4 separate regions of the Mus musculus genome follow, and regions 1, 3 and 4 are each linked to region 2. A link is a contact called in public Hi-C, HiChIP or PLAC-seq and promoter capture Hi-C data. All regions are on one chromosome and are shown on one strand. Each heading gives the region's core, a stretch centred on a gene start, on an enhancer-like site or on the middle of the called end of the contact. The rest is flanking DNA. Distances are from core to core; before and after follow the strand shown.

Evidence for each region. Promoter capture Hi-C pulls out the DNA fragments that hold promoters and counts their contacts. A called contact is a pair of places that touch in the nucleus more often than the background predicts. HiChIP or PLAC-seq counts read pairs in DNA pulled down with a chosen protein or histone mark.
Region 1: a promoter capture Hi-C map of liver shows a contact between it and region 2, with 3 times the contacts expected there. The contact joins the enhancer-like site here to the promoter of Brf2 in region 2. A contact is called at or near these places in 5 of 39 promoter capture datasets (cranial neural crest, hippocampal neurons, liver and 1 more), 2 of 484 Hi-C or Micro-C datasets (adipose-derived mesenchymal stem cells and cerebellum), 2 of 115 datasets of contacts at active chromatin or transcription factors (acute myeloid leukemia and stem cell-derived neural progenitor cells) and 3 of 9 other capture datasets (adipose tissue, liver and macrophages).
Region 3: an H3K27ac HiChIP or PLAC-seq map of acute myeloid leukemia shows a contact between it and region 2, with 10 times the contacts expected there. The contact joins the enhancer-like site here to the promoter of Brf2 in region 2. A contact is called at or near these places in 5 of 39 promoter capture datasets (the 3T3-L1 cell line, cranial neural crest, hippocampal neurons and 2 more), 2 of 115 datasets of contacts at active chromatin or transcription factors (acute myeloid leukemia and stem cell-derived neural progenitor cells) and 1 of 9 other capture datasets (adipose tissue).
Region 4: a contact with region 2 is called in a Hi-C map of the N1E-115 cell line, with 10 times the contacts expected there. The contact joins the enhancer-like site here to the promoter of Brf2 in region 2. A contact is called at or near these places in 8 of 39 promoter capture datasets (the 3T3-L1 cell line, cranial neural crest, embryonic stem cells and 5 more), 11 of 484 Hi-C or Micro-C datasets (LSK cells, the N1E-115 cell line, adipose-derived mesenchymal stem cells and 8 more), 3 of 115 datasets of contacts at active chromatin or transcription factors (embryonic stem cells, forebrain and stem cell-derived neural progenitor cells) and 3 of 9 other capture datasets (adipose tissue, embryonic stem cells and liver).

The regions. Positions count from the first base shown.
Region 1 is chr8:26,348,357-26,351,717 of GRCm38.p6, reverse strand. No RefSeq gene overlaps it. Among named protein-coding and RNA genes, the nearest start is that of Gm31843, 32 kb to the left of the region's middle. Within about 2 kb of position 1,412, at least 16 of the 459 cell types and tissues checked have an H3K27ac peak or open chromatin away from gene starts, as enhancers often do. A contact at or near this core is called in cerebellum and liver, where this site is marked.
Region 2 is chr8:27,126,732-27,129,888 of GRCm38.p6, reverse strand. Brf2 (BRF2, RNA polymerase III transcription initiation factor 50kDa subunit) reads left to right here and starts at 1,257. Exons shown (of 4, transcript NM_025686.2): 1 at 1,257-1,468; 2 at 2,370-2,429. The coding sequence starts at 1,315.
Region 3 is chr8:26,261,424-26,264,573 of GRCm38.p6, reverse strand. No RefSeq gene overlaps it. Among named protein-coding and RNA genes, the nearest start is that of Gm31727, 3.9 kb to the left of the region's middle. Within about 2 kb of position 1,288, at least 5 of the 459 cell types and tissues checked have an H3K27ac peak or open chromatin away from gene starts, as enhancers often do. A contact at or near this core is called in acute myeloid leukemia, where this site is marked.
Region 4 is chr8:26,183,406-26,186,590 of GRCm38.p6, reverse strand. No RefSeq gene overlaps it. Among named protein-coding and RNA genes, the nearest start is that of Thap1, 27 kb to the right of the region's middle. Within about 2 kb of position 1,665, at least 10 of the 459 cell types and tissues checked have an H3K27ac peak or open chromatin away from gene starts, as enhancers often do. A contact at or near this core is called in the N1E-115 cell line, where this site is marked.

The sequences.
Region 1 (3,361 bases), core at 163-2,662, 780 kb after region 2:
GGGCGATAAATTAGGAATGATGGGCCCCGCTGACAGTCAAGGGCTGGACTCGCTCTATATAATTTAATAGGGATACTGTAGGGTCTGTGTGTTTGGAGGAGATTTGGGTAATGGTTAAAAAAAGAAAAAAAAAAAGAAATGATTTTTTTTTTTTTACAAAAAGTATAAAAGCTTTCCAAGTTTATTTTTCCCCCTTCCTCTTTCTTTAATGCCTTGGCTACGTTTAAAGTCCCAATAAAAGCTAAAGTAAAAGAAACGTTCTGTCTTCTAGCATGAGATGTTTAAAACTCACTACCTCCAGACACAGTCCAATCCCCGTGGGGTTCTGACAGGTGGTATTAACCCTTGCACCAACAGGGCATCCTGGGGCATGAAGAATCTAGAATTGCCAGGACTTCAATGGCCAGGATGAGGGAGATCACATTAACCTTGCACAAAATTGACTCTAACAGAGCTCCGGGCACTTCATCTTATCTGGTAGGGTGGTGTTTCTGTAGAAGTCAAACCATGCTGGTCAGAACATCAGAGTTGGTACAAAATTGCTGAAGAGGATGGAAGAGGGTTGGGGGAGCCTTGGGAGAGCCTTAGCAGAGCGTGTCACGAAAAACGAGCAGTAGGGGAGACCTGAGAGGACACCCACCTCAAGCCTGTTGAACCTTTGGTGAGGAAACTGCCAAATAGAGAGGATAGACAGCCAACAGACAAACAGCTGCTAGAAATGCCCTGTCTTGCCCAGTTACAGTTTAGATACAAAATGCCCCCCCCCCCGGGGAGCACATCTGATGGACACTTGACCCCTAGCAACTGGTGGTATTTTGAGATGTTCTAGACACTTTAGGAAATGAGCCCTAGCTACAGGAAGTAGGTCATGGGGTCAGATCCTTAGGGCTTCCACCCAGTCCCTTCCTGTGACGAAGAGGTCCCTCTGCTGCATTCTCCTACCACTGCGATATTCCGCCAAAGCACATAAGACCACATAACTGTGAGCCAGAAAGCTCCCCCTTCTTCCCCTCTGGTGAGTTGTTCTCATGGGTTTTTTGGTCACAGCTACATAAAAGCAACTTAACTACCCCTGAGGATGTTAATACTACATTCTACTGGCCTTCTGGGTCAACCAATGTTCGGGGAGTTCTGAGAAATATTACATGATAAACCCAGATATTACCACAGGGAGCAGGGAAGGAAAAAGCCAAAACTGTCTTAACGGTCAGCATGGATCCACCTAGAAAGGTCTATGACTATCAAGAGGCGAGGGGGTAAGCTGATGGTCAGATAGTATTAGTCGGGAAAGTCTTAAAATATCCATATAATGTACAACCGGACAATCAATTTTATTCAAGGAAATAATCAATCTGCCTTTGAACCCTGGGTCAGAGGTCAGGGGTTCATAATCCTACCGAAAGAGACTTTTGACAGTGCATACAAGAGCCTCTCATCACCCTGTATTCTTACCTGCTGCCATCTTCTCAGGGGCTCAGGAGTATAGAGGTAGAAGTAAGGGGGATGTAAGGAACTGGGATGAAATTGAAAGCAGGGGGTTACAGTTATATATGTAATTTCCTCAGTGGAGACAGCATCGAAGCCATTTTGCTGATTGCTCAAGAGCTTAACAGAAAGAGTCCACCCTGCTTGTCTGAGTTCAGCTGGCTTCTACGTAGCGCTGAATGGCTTTGTTCAGATTGATTCTGGCAGTGCCAAAAAAAAAAATCAATACATTGCTGCCTACTAGGGCTGACTTGGCTGTTTAAACAGGAGAACTTAGACCAGTTTAGAAAAACCAGATCAGATCCTCTGGGTGTGACCCCCTTTTCTCCTGTGTAGCTGCTGGAATGATAAAAAAAAAAAAAATTCCACCCCAAATACATTTCATGGAAGCCTCCTATGGCCCTGGCCTGTAATAATGGACTACACCCATTAAGCTGCTTGTTAGGCCCCTGGTAATTTCTCCATATTTGGCCAACAACCCAAGCGGTAGCCTGTGCTTTTCATGGCCTGTGAGGGGCTGTAGTCTTGGTGTTTCAGTGTCCCATCGCAGGTGACAGTCTTCTGCATTATGACCTTAAAGAGCCCTCCAAAGGGCCCTGCAGCTAGCCTTACCAGGCACCATAGAAGTGGCAGTCACTAAAAAAGGAAAAAAAAAAAAAAAGCCTGCCTCACCTCCCAACACAGGGTGCTAGGTTTGTAGGTGAACCCCGTATACAGTAGGCTTCGCCTTTTCCTTCGGGCTGCCCAGGGTCTCTGAGATGCCTCCGGCAAAAGGGAAGTGCCACACGGTTCCACCATCTGTTGATCTCTGGGTCCAAGCCCTTCATGGAGAGAGGTGGGTGAAACTGAGTGAGCCGTTAGCAGAAGGTTTTAAATTTGGAATTTAGCCTCTAATCCGTGCTCTTCTAAAGACCTTGGCTTGCAGCCTAAGTGGATGCTGTCTCCCTCCATCCAATATTTGCTCTTGCTGCTATCCTAATTTCTGTAGAAATTAACCAAGTGCTTTCGTCTATTTATATCGCAATTGCGGCCAGATTGGTCCATTAGAGTACAATCACCACCAAAACTGGCCCTCTGCATTGTTAGGGTAAAAGCCCTGATTTATAAAATAATAATGGGAATTGCAATCCTGACAGTAAGTAACACAGGAAAATACTGTGCCCGATTCTGAGATTATGCGCAAGGAATAGATTCAGGCTAATAGAATTAAGTCCAGGAGGCCTGGGGCAAGGTCGGGACACTCAGAAATTACTTGCTTTGTCTTTGAGCCACTGGACAATTTACCAGCCCAAGATTCACCAAGGTACAAAAGATGATGATAAAAGACATACTGATTTGGGGTACCGATCCCTAAGACAATTATGGAAGCTTGGAAAATACTGGCTGATACCCACATGCATTAGCCAGTGGTCTGAGCCCATCATGGTAAGAGTTATTTATGTATCAGTCTAGGGCAGCAACTTTCAACCCCTTTGGCAAGCCTGTCTTTCTAAATATTTACATTATAACTCATGATGGTAGCAAAGTCATAGTTACAAAGTAGCAAAGACAATCATTTTACGGTTAGGGGTCACCACAACCTGAGGAACTGTGTTCGAGGGCTGCAGGACTAAAAAGGTTGAGAACCACTGATTTAGGGTCAATATACTCCAAACTGAACCCTTAAATATCTCCCTGCATCTTTGGGATGCTCCGTGACAGTGAAATGGGCAAATAGTTCGAATGTAAATATCTGTTGTGTTTAGAAACATTCTAGTATAACTTGGATATCCCCAGAACCCACATGAAGGCAAGAAAGAACCTCCTCCCAGTGGATGCCCTGCCTCTCCCTCCTCAGGGCTGGGGTCAATGGTGTGTACCTCCACTCCCAGCTTAG
Region 2 (3,157 bases), core at 8-2,507:
TGTGTGTTTGAAGGCCAGATGTAGTAGCAAATGTCTTTAATCCTAGCACTCAGAAGGTAGAGAGAGGCAGATTTCTGTGAGTTTAAGACTATCCTGGTATATATAATGAGTTCCAAGACAGCCAGAGATATACAGTGACTCTTGTCTTAAAGTACAAAACAAAACAAAACACCCAAATCAAACCAACAATAAAATCCGACAATTTAAAATGCATTCTTACCAACTCCTAGCCTCCATCAATTCAGAAGATAGCATCTGAAACCCATGGAAAGGGTTTCCCCATATTCTGTAATGTTATTACCAGTGGTCCCTATCGTATGATATATGGCTCTCTTTGTTCTAAATCTAATGCAATCTTCATGTAACCACTTAACAGTTCTATGTGTTATTTGGAGAAACTTGTATCTATCTGTTCCTGGGCTCAAGTCCTCCTTTTTGGCTCTAGCATAAACTCTTGTACATCCTCTTTGAGGAGAGAACTATGGTTTTTCATGCTATTCTCTGAAGATATTTAAATCTACCACTCAAGATTTTAGTTCATCTTATTGTATTTATTTAGAGACATGTTCTTATTAAGTTGCTCTGACTGGACTGAACTCATTATGTACACCAGGCTTGGCTCAATCTCTACCTCCTAAATGCTAGGATTAAAGAAATATGTTGGAAAACAACAACAACAAGAGAGACTTTGAAAGAGAGACGGCAACTTAGTGTGGGGAGGTCCGTAGAGTACAACACAATTTACTGCTCTCTCACTGCAGAGTGATCTATTTTCTACTACGGTCAAACTTAACGTTCCTTACTACATAGAAAGGAAAAAACTGGTTCCACTTTTTTGAAGGGAGTTAAATCAGGCATGGTAATACAAGCCTGTAATCCCAGCATGTAGTAGGCAGAGGCAGGAGGATCAGTATTTTAGGTCAGCCTGGGCTACATAAGCATGATAGGCTAAAAAATAAATTATAAATTGGATAATATATTTTAAAAAATAGTGTTTTGCAGACAACAATTCCACATCTGTGGTTTGTGTCAACTCCCCACGTGGCCTAACCACAAAAACCCAGAGAGCCTGAGAAACAGTTAAATCCAGGAACCTCCCTTTCTAACTCAGGTTTCTACCCGAGTCCACAGAAGGGATCGGAAGTGGCGTACTGCCGAGGGGAGGAGCAAACTGCCAGCCGATTGGCCAGCTGGCCGGAGGAGGATGGTGCATCCGGAATAAGCGCCCCTCCACTTTATTGCCGCTGCCCAGTTACAAGTTCTCTGGGAGTTTGTGCCTGACGGCGGTACCGCAGCCCTGGACCGACCGACGAGATGCCGAACGGAAGCCGCTGCCCGGATTGCGGCTCCTCCGAGCTCGTGGAAGATTCGCATTATTCTCAGAGCCAGCTGGTGTGCTCCGACTGCGGCTGCGTGGTCACCGAAGGGGTCCTAACTACCACCTTTAGCGACGAGGGCAACTTCAGGGGTACTGGTCTTGAACCCGGGGATCGCCAGCCTTGGGCGGTGGAGTCCTTAAACCCAGCTCCCTCTTTCCAGCCTCCTCCCTTTCTTGGCCATGCGCACAGTTAAATGTGAGAGAATTGGGCTTAAGTAAACAGATGAGCTGGAGGAGGGTGCGATCCATCTGATTTCCCAGTACCTACAACGGTGTCTGGCATTGGGTGGGTATATTGGTTGGTGAATGAACGAAACGATAAAGGTTTCATTCGTCTTGTCAGACCTAGTCAGTGTTGAAGGAGTGCCGGTAAATTATTTGAAAATAACAACACGAACCATCATCTCCTAGCAGGTTTTAGCACTAATTGGCAACTTGCTCTCCTCTGCGTTCCACGCCATTGCTCTAGTACAGCGGTTCTCAACCGGTGGGTGGTGACCGCCGTGGTGTCCACAGAATCTTTCACAGGAGTCCCCTAAGACCATCCTGCATATAGGCGGTTTACATTATGATTCATAATGCAATTCATAATTCTCTTTTTTTTCTGTAGCTAATGCAATCTTCGTGTAACCATTACAAAATTACAGTTATGAAGTAGCAACGAAAATAATGTTAAGGTTGGGGGTCACCACAACGTGAGGAACTGTATTAAAGGGTGGCAGCATTAGGAAGGTTGAGAACCACTGCTCTAGCCCTTGGCTAATGCAGCCCTCAAAAGTGAATGTATCAGAGAAATTATTGGAAAATCAGAATTGCCAGTGCAGCTTTTAAAAATACAGTTCTGTCCTATTACTTTTACATAGATGGGTATCTTCTCTGAGGTAGAAGTAGATACACAGTCATTTGAAATCTCCCTGGCCTTATGCAGTCAGAGGGCAAGGAGGAGGTGAACGAAGGCCAGCTGGGTAATTTGTTGTTTGCTATTTTACAGAAGTGACATATTCTCGAAGCACTGGGGAAAACGAACAAGTTAGTCGCTGCCAGCAACGAGGTGAGAATCAAACTTTTTTCCCCCTTAAATTTCAGCTTTGCTTTTATTTATGTCACTGTTTAATGTTTTGATATTATGTGTATGGGTGTTCTTACTGCATGTATGTGTGTGTGTGCAGCATGTGCATGCCTGGTGCCCATGGAGTTAGAAGAGGGGGTTGGATCATCTGGAATTGCAGTTATAGATGGTCGTGAGCAGCCCTGTGGATGCTGGGAAGCAAACCCCAGGTCGTCTACAAGAGCAATAGTGCCTTTTAACTGCTGAGCCATCTCTCCAGCCCAGAGCATCAACCTTTTTTTTTCTTTTCTTTTCTTTTTTAAATATATTTTTTTATTACGTATTTTCCTCAATTACATTTCTAATGCTATCCCAAAAGTCCCCCATACCCTCCCCTCAACTCCCCTACCCACCCATTCCGGAGCATCAACCTTTTATGACACCGTGGCCTTAAAGACTTTTTTGTTTTGTTTTTGTTTTTCAAGACAGGGTTTCTCTGTGTAGCCCTGGCTGTCTTGGAACTCCCTCTGTAGACCAGGCCTGCCTTGAACTCAGAAATCCTCCTGCCTCTGCCTCCCAAGTGCTGAGATTAAAGGCGTGCGCCACCAACACCCGACTGAGATGGTTGTTTTGATGACCTAGTCTGTCTGTGTGTCCTTGTTTTCAGTGTTACTGGCGTCAGGCAGGCTGCGAGAGAACAGTTGTTAATGTGGCGTGTGCCTACAATCTCG
Region 3 (3,150 bases), core at 39-2,538, 870 kb after region 2:
CTTTTCCATCAACATTTTGGTCCCTACATAGCTAAACTTGCTTCAATGCATCCCCTATGGACTGAGCATGTTGAGAAAACCAACCTAAGACACAATCTTCACCCTGGAGTTAACGGTGTAACTGGAGACAATGGGCTAATTGATACATTGAGTCACTTACACAATCACCCACCCATTCAACAAATATTTATTAATCTGCAGCTATTTTGGATGCTTTGCTGGGCTAAAGGTTGTGTTCCTACTCTAGGTTGATAATAGTAACATTGTATGAGCTTCCAAGTTAGGACTTTGATAACACAGCTACTGAGGAGATCACAGAATATACCAAAAAGTGCAATGAAATCATGAGATCTATTCCAGCCTTCCATATTCAAAGGTAACGTAGGGTTATTTTATTTCTTTACTTACTAGCCTATTTTGACACAAGGTCTCACTATGTTATCCACACCCGTCTGAAGAGCCCTGTGTATACCCAATAAAGACTCCAAGTTCACTATCCTCCTGCCTCAGCCTCCGGAGTACTGGGATTCCTGCTATGTGCCACCACTTTACGGTTAAAAGCAGAGTATTATGCCGCCTCCCATTCGCCATACTGCTTCTTTTAAGATCTCATTGCCATGGTGGTTAGTTATTGCCAACTTGACACAACTTAGAATCTCTTAGAAAGGAGGACCCTACAGTGAAGGTCACATTAGCCTATGGGCATGTCTGGGCGAAATTACCTTGATTGATGTGCAAGGGCCCAGCAAAACCATCCACAGGCAGCCGAGCCTGGAATAGGTAAGGGAGCTAACTGAGCATGCGCTGATCAGTCATCCAGTAAGCCGTACTTCTCCATGGTTTCTGCATCACTTCCTGCCCTGACTTCCCCAATGACAGATTGTGAACTGGAAGCGTAAGCGGAAATAAACCCTTTCTACCGTGAGTTGCTTTTGGTCGTGGTAGTTTAAGCAACAAAAAACAAACCAGAGAAACCACTCTTGTTGAATCTGTCAGACTTCAAGAGAGAATAGAGTGCTAGCTAGACTTTACTTCATTCTCTAACTAATTAAAATCTGTTTGCGTGTATCCTCGCCCCTCGTATTAGTTACTTCTCTAAGGCTGTGATTTAGCACACTGGTCACGGCAGCTTACACAAGGACAGCTTCTTTGTCCACGTGGTTCTAGGGAAATGGAAGCCACCACCATCACGGTGGGGAATCATGGCAGCAGGCGGGTGTGGTAGCTGGAATAGAAAGAAGGTCATATCTTAAACCACAAAGCAGGAAGCAGAAAGAGAGAACTGGAAACTGTAGTGGCTTTCAGACTTCAAAGCCCCACCCCCGTGACGCTATTCTTCCTTCCAGGCCACGCCTCCTGGACCTACTCAAACAGGGCCACCAACTAAGGCTGAAGTACTCAAACTCAGGGGAACATCCTCACTCAAACTACCACATTCACCTCATCTTTCTTGACTTCCTTACCCTGAGCACCACCAGTTACCTCAATATCCTCAGGAATCTTCCAGAACTCCTCCTACTTAGCCAACCAACCATTGTCCTGGCTCCTTTGCTGATATTAATTCTTTATATGTCCCTTAAATACTGTATTTTCAATCTATGTTTCTTCAGTCTGTCTGCATGGTGAAACCTTCTAATGACCTAGCGTTTAAAACACACTCCGATCAACTTTGCATTTTCAAGCCTTGGTCCTGCCTACCTGGCACCCGGGCATCTCAACCTGCTCTAAGCTTAAATCGGCAGTGTTCTACCGTGGCCCGCCACTCATTCCGTATGCCTTATCTTGGTGAGTTATGTAATCAGCTGAAACTTAGGCAGGACCACGTGTTTCTGCTTTCCTCATCCTGACACCTAATCAATCAGTGAACCCTGCCAGCTGTTTCTTGACTATTTGACACATCTGCCCTCCCTTCGCCATCCCTTCCTTACCACCTTAGTTCAGAAGTTACCATCTTTTATTTAGACAAGAGCAGTTAAATTACCATCTGATTTCCTTGCCTATAATATCTCTGGCATCATAGCCTTTAGTCTATCGTTATCTGATACTCCACAGTCAGGATTGCCTTCATAAAGTATAAATCTGACTCAAAGCAAAAACACATATTAATCTTCTGTGGCTAGATAGGGCTTTCGGTGTCCATGATAGTGTGGGACTTCAGTGAAGAGTGAGAAAAGAGACAGCAAGTGACAGTTTGCATCTAGAATGTCTCCAATGGTCATGGATTTTTTTCTTCCCCAGCTTGGCACTATAGGAAAATCAGCTCTAGGAGGTAGGCCTGTTGTGAGCTCTTGGGGTGACTGGTGACAGGTCCATGAAGGGAATTTGTGGGACCCAGGTCTCTTCCTCTCTGTCTACTGTCATTTACTCTGATGTCTGCCTCTCTCTCTCTCTCTCTCTCTCTCTCTCTCTCTCTTCCACCTACTGGTGAAAGAACTTAGTGAGGAAACCCCCACTCAACTCCCAATTCGGCATGCACCCACGAATCACGAACAGAACACAACACCTTGATGTAACAACACGAAGTATTTTAATGGGTAGCTCCGGGTTGAAACGTATCTCACACAAGAGACAATGGATTCAACCACAAGGCTTGGAAGCTAGGGTTTTTTATAGAAAAGGAGTGGGGCTGGGGGAGGAATTGGCGCGGTTTCACATGATTGGTCCATTTAAACATCAGCAGCCTGTAACATTTAACTTAGGTCAGAGGGGTGGGAGATAGGGAGGCGATGGGCCTGCCCGGGCATGTCCTGGTCTGTTCTGCTATGTTCTCAGCCCCAGGTTTCAAAGCTCACAACAACTCTTTGGGCTATTTGACATACATTACATGAATCACAGGTCTCAAGTTTTATTTCTTTTTACTGGGACTAATGGAATATGCTACCATAGTCATCCCTTTACTTGTGGGTTATTGTCATCGTCGTCGTCGTTGTCATCGTCATCATCATCATCGTTTTATGTGTATGGGTGTTTTCCCTACATGTATGCATGTGCACCATGTGCATGCCTGGTGCCTGAGATGATCAGAGGAAGGCATCCCATCCCCTGGCTTTGGTGAACCCTTTTTCTGATATAGCTTCCTCCCGTGATGTACCACAACAGGCCCAAAGCAACAAAGGCAAGTAGCCTAGGCTAGACCTGTTTAAAACTGAC
Region 4 (3,185 bases), core at 416-2,915, 940 kb after region 2:
AGAGGAGGAGGAAGGGAAGATGAGAAACTGCAAGTAGCAAAGGGTCTCAGAACTGGCAAATAAGTGAGTAAAGCGCTAGATCTGCCCAATCTAGGCACACAGCTTATAAATATAACAACTGGATTGTGTGTGTGCTGTTTTTTGGGGGGGGGGGGTTAAGATTTATTTAATTATATGAGAACACTGTTGCTGTCATTAGACACACCAGAAGAGGGCACCGGATATCATTAGAGATGGTTGTGAGCCACCATGTGGTTGCTAGGAATTGAACTCAGGATCTCTGGGAGAGCAGTCAATGTTCTTAACTGCTGAGCCACCTTTAAAAAAAAGGGGGGGGGGGCTTATTGGGGTTGGAAATTATTGCAACAATTCAATTTTAAGTTTTACATCCTAATTGCCTTTTTAAAAGGAAAGGGGGAAAGTTGAGGACCCCGAACTGTACAGGAACTCCACAGGGAGATCAACAGAGTCGACTAACCTGAACCACCAACCAAAGAGCATACACAGGCTGGACCTAGGCCCTGCCACGCTTATGTAGCAGATGTGCAGCTTGGTCTTCATGTGGGCCCTGAACAGCTGAAGTGAGGCGATCCCCAAAGCTGTTGCCTATCTGTGGGATACATTCTCCTAACTGGGCTGCGTTGCCTGGCCTCAGTGGGAAAAGATGTGTGGAGCCCTGCAGAGACTTGATGTACCAGGGTGGGGAGATACCTGGGGTCGGGGCCTCCACCTTCTCAGGGAGAAGAAGATCAATAACTTTTCTGTTTTATTACAATGGCATCTTAAGAGCTGGAGAGATGGTTCAGCGGTTGAGAGCACTGACTGCTCTTTCAGAGGTCCTGAGTTCAATTCCCAGCAACCACATGGTGGCTCACAACCATCTGTAGTGGGGATCCAATGCCTTCTTCTGGTGTGTCTAAAGATAGTGACAGTGTACTCATATACACGAAATAAATAAATAAACCAAAAAAAATCATTTTAAAAAATCTTAATCTTAATACCACTAACCTCCTAGAATAGGCTACTTTGATCAGAAATCTGATGCCAAGCCACAACCAAACTACCCATATAAAAGGGGAATGTACCATAGTTTTGGAAAAGTCCACTCATGGACGAATACTAGCCTACTTCTTCCTGTTTATGCTCCAAATCCCCAGACAGTCATCTGAGAGGAGTTAAGATAAAATCCTACTGGAATTTCTCCATTTCCATTTTATCTGTATTTCATCCATGAAAAAGAAATGAGATTCTTTGCGCATTTATATATCAATGGGTAATATAATTAACACACATATAAAAATTACTATTGGCCAGGAAAACTTATAATGCTTTTTCCATTATTATTATCTGCTTGCATGCTCTTTTGGACTAACATTTTCATCTAGACCATTAAGACATGCAATCTTATCATCCTTCCAAAGAAACATGGACCCTGCCAAGGACTCAAGCTAGTGGACTGAAGTCACACATCGAAGGGACTGAGGAGTACGGAGAGTGTTCACCACCTAGCTGCCTAACACTCCGTAAAATACACTGCGAACTTCTTCGCAAAGAGCCACCGGTGCGGTTCTACTTTAGAAAGCGGAAGCAACCAAAGAGGACTCAGGGTTGGGAAGCAGTGCAGAGATAATGGCTTACTCGCTTGATGATGACGCTACTGTGACGTCAGAGGTGATGCTCCTCTTTCTCAAACCGTCGCTGCGACCGTAAGCCTTTAAAATTCGTACTGAGCATAGTAAGAGAAGGAGAGACTGGCAGAAACAAAAAAAAAATTCAACGAGCTCAATAAAGATATAATTATCTAAAAGGGAGTAGGAAGGGCATACCATTCATCTGGTTTCAAAACCATGGAATGTTCTATCAGAAACTTTCGCTGATCCAAAGGCAGCGGGGTCATATTGTCATCGGCTGAAGCCTTCCTAAAGGAAGGAAAGGAGGAAGGAAGGAAGGGACAGAAGGACAGACAGGCAGACGGAGGATGGATCTAAACTGAGGTGGAAACACAAAAAGGAAGCACATTCAACTCTATCAACAACTGTCACAACTGTCACACACACACAGGAGTGCAGGTTCCTTTAACCCTACAAGGCTAAGCATTTCCGTCCAGAAAGATGTTTCTTTGGGTCATTAATGGTCTGATTCACACTCCAGTCTCCTCGCTAATCACAGGGACTTGGGAAGCTGAGACTGTCTCGTGGTACTGTGCTGCCATCGTCTGGCATGTTGAAATGACCACGAGCTGGCGCCTGGCTGTTCCTTTTATTGTTGTTGCTATTCTGTTGCTGTTGTTTAACCATTATGCTCTTGTAGAGCATTGAATTATGAATTGCTATATCAGGAAATAGTATTCACGTTCTTTTCGTTGCTAATTATCTTTCTAAACTTTCATTTTTAAGAGGCCTGGTATTTCTTTTTTAATTTTTATTATTACACAAATAGTTCCGTTGTGGGATTTTTTCAAACAAAATTTGTTTTTGTTGTTCCTCTGACCCTGGCCTCGCCTTCTCCGCCCCTACCTCATGCCTACCACACTAGCCTTCTGTCTGTCCGCTCTCATGTCACGGTGTCGCCAACCCCTTTCTTGACACTCTGACTCCCCTGTCCTCATACCTAGTTCTGTAGCCTATTCCCACATTGAAAATTAGGGTCCACATATGAAAGAGGATGTGAGTCTGTCATCCCACACTCGAAATAATAGTTTCTAATAATTCAATGGTACTATATAGAAAGAAATATTTTCCCAAATTCATTCATTGTTCTCCAAATTTCGTGATTGTTTTCCTTCACAGCTGAGTAAAATTCCAGATAGAAGCCACGTTTTCAATTCTGTCTTCCTATTGGTGAGCATCCAAGCAGATTCCATTTCCCTGTCATTGTGAATAGAGCAGCAATAAATATAAATACACAACTGTCTCTGGGGTTCCAGGAGTGGTATAGATAGATCATATAGTTCTATGAATTTATTTTTTGAAGATGCTTCGTGCTGGTTTCCATCATGGCTGGACTTGGTTTATAGTCCGCCCAACTGTGATTAAAAGCCCCTCTTCCCTCACACCCTCTCCAGCATTTCTTGTCATTTGTTTGCTCAACAATAGTTGTTCTGACTGGGATGCATTGAACCTCAAAATGGTTTAAACTTGCGTTTCCGTGATGACTAAGGATGTTTAACATTTCTTAATATAGAT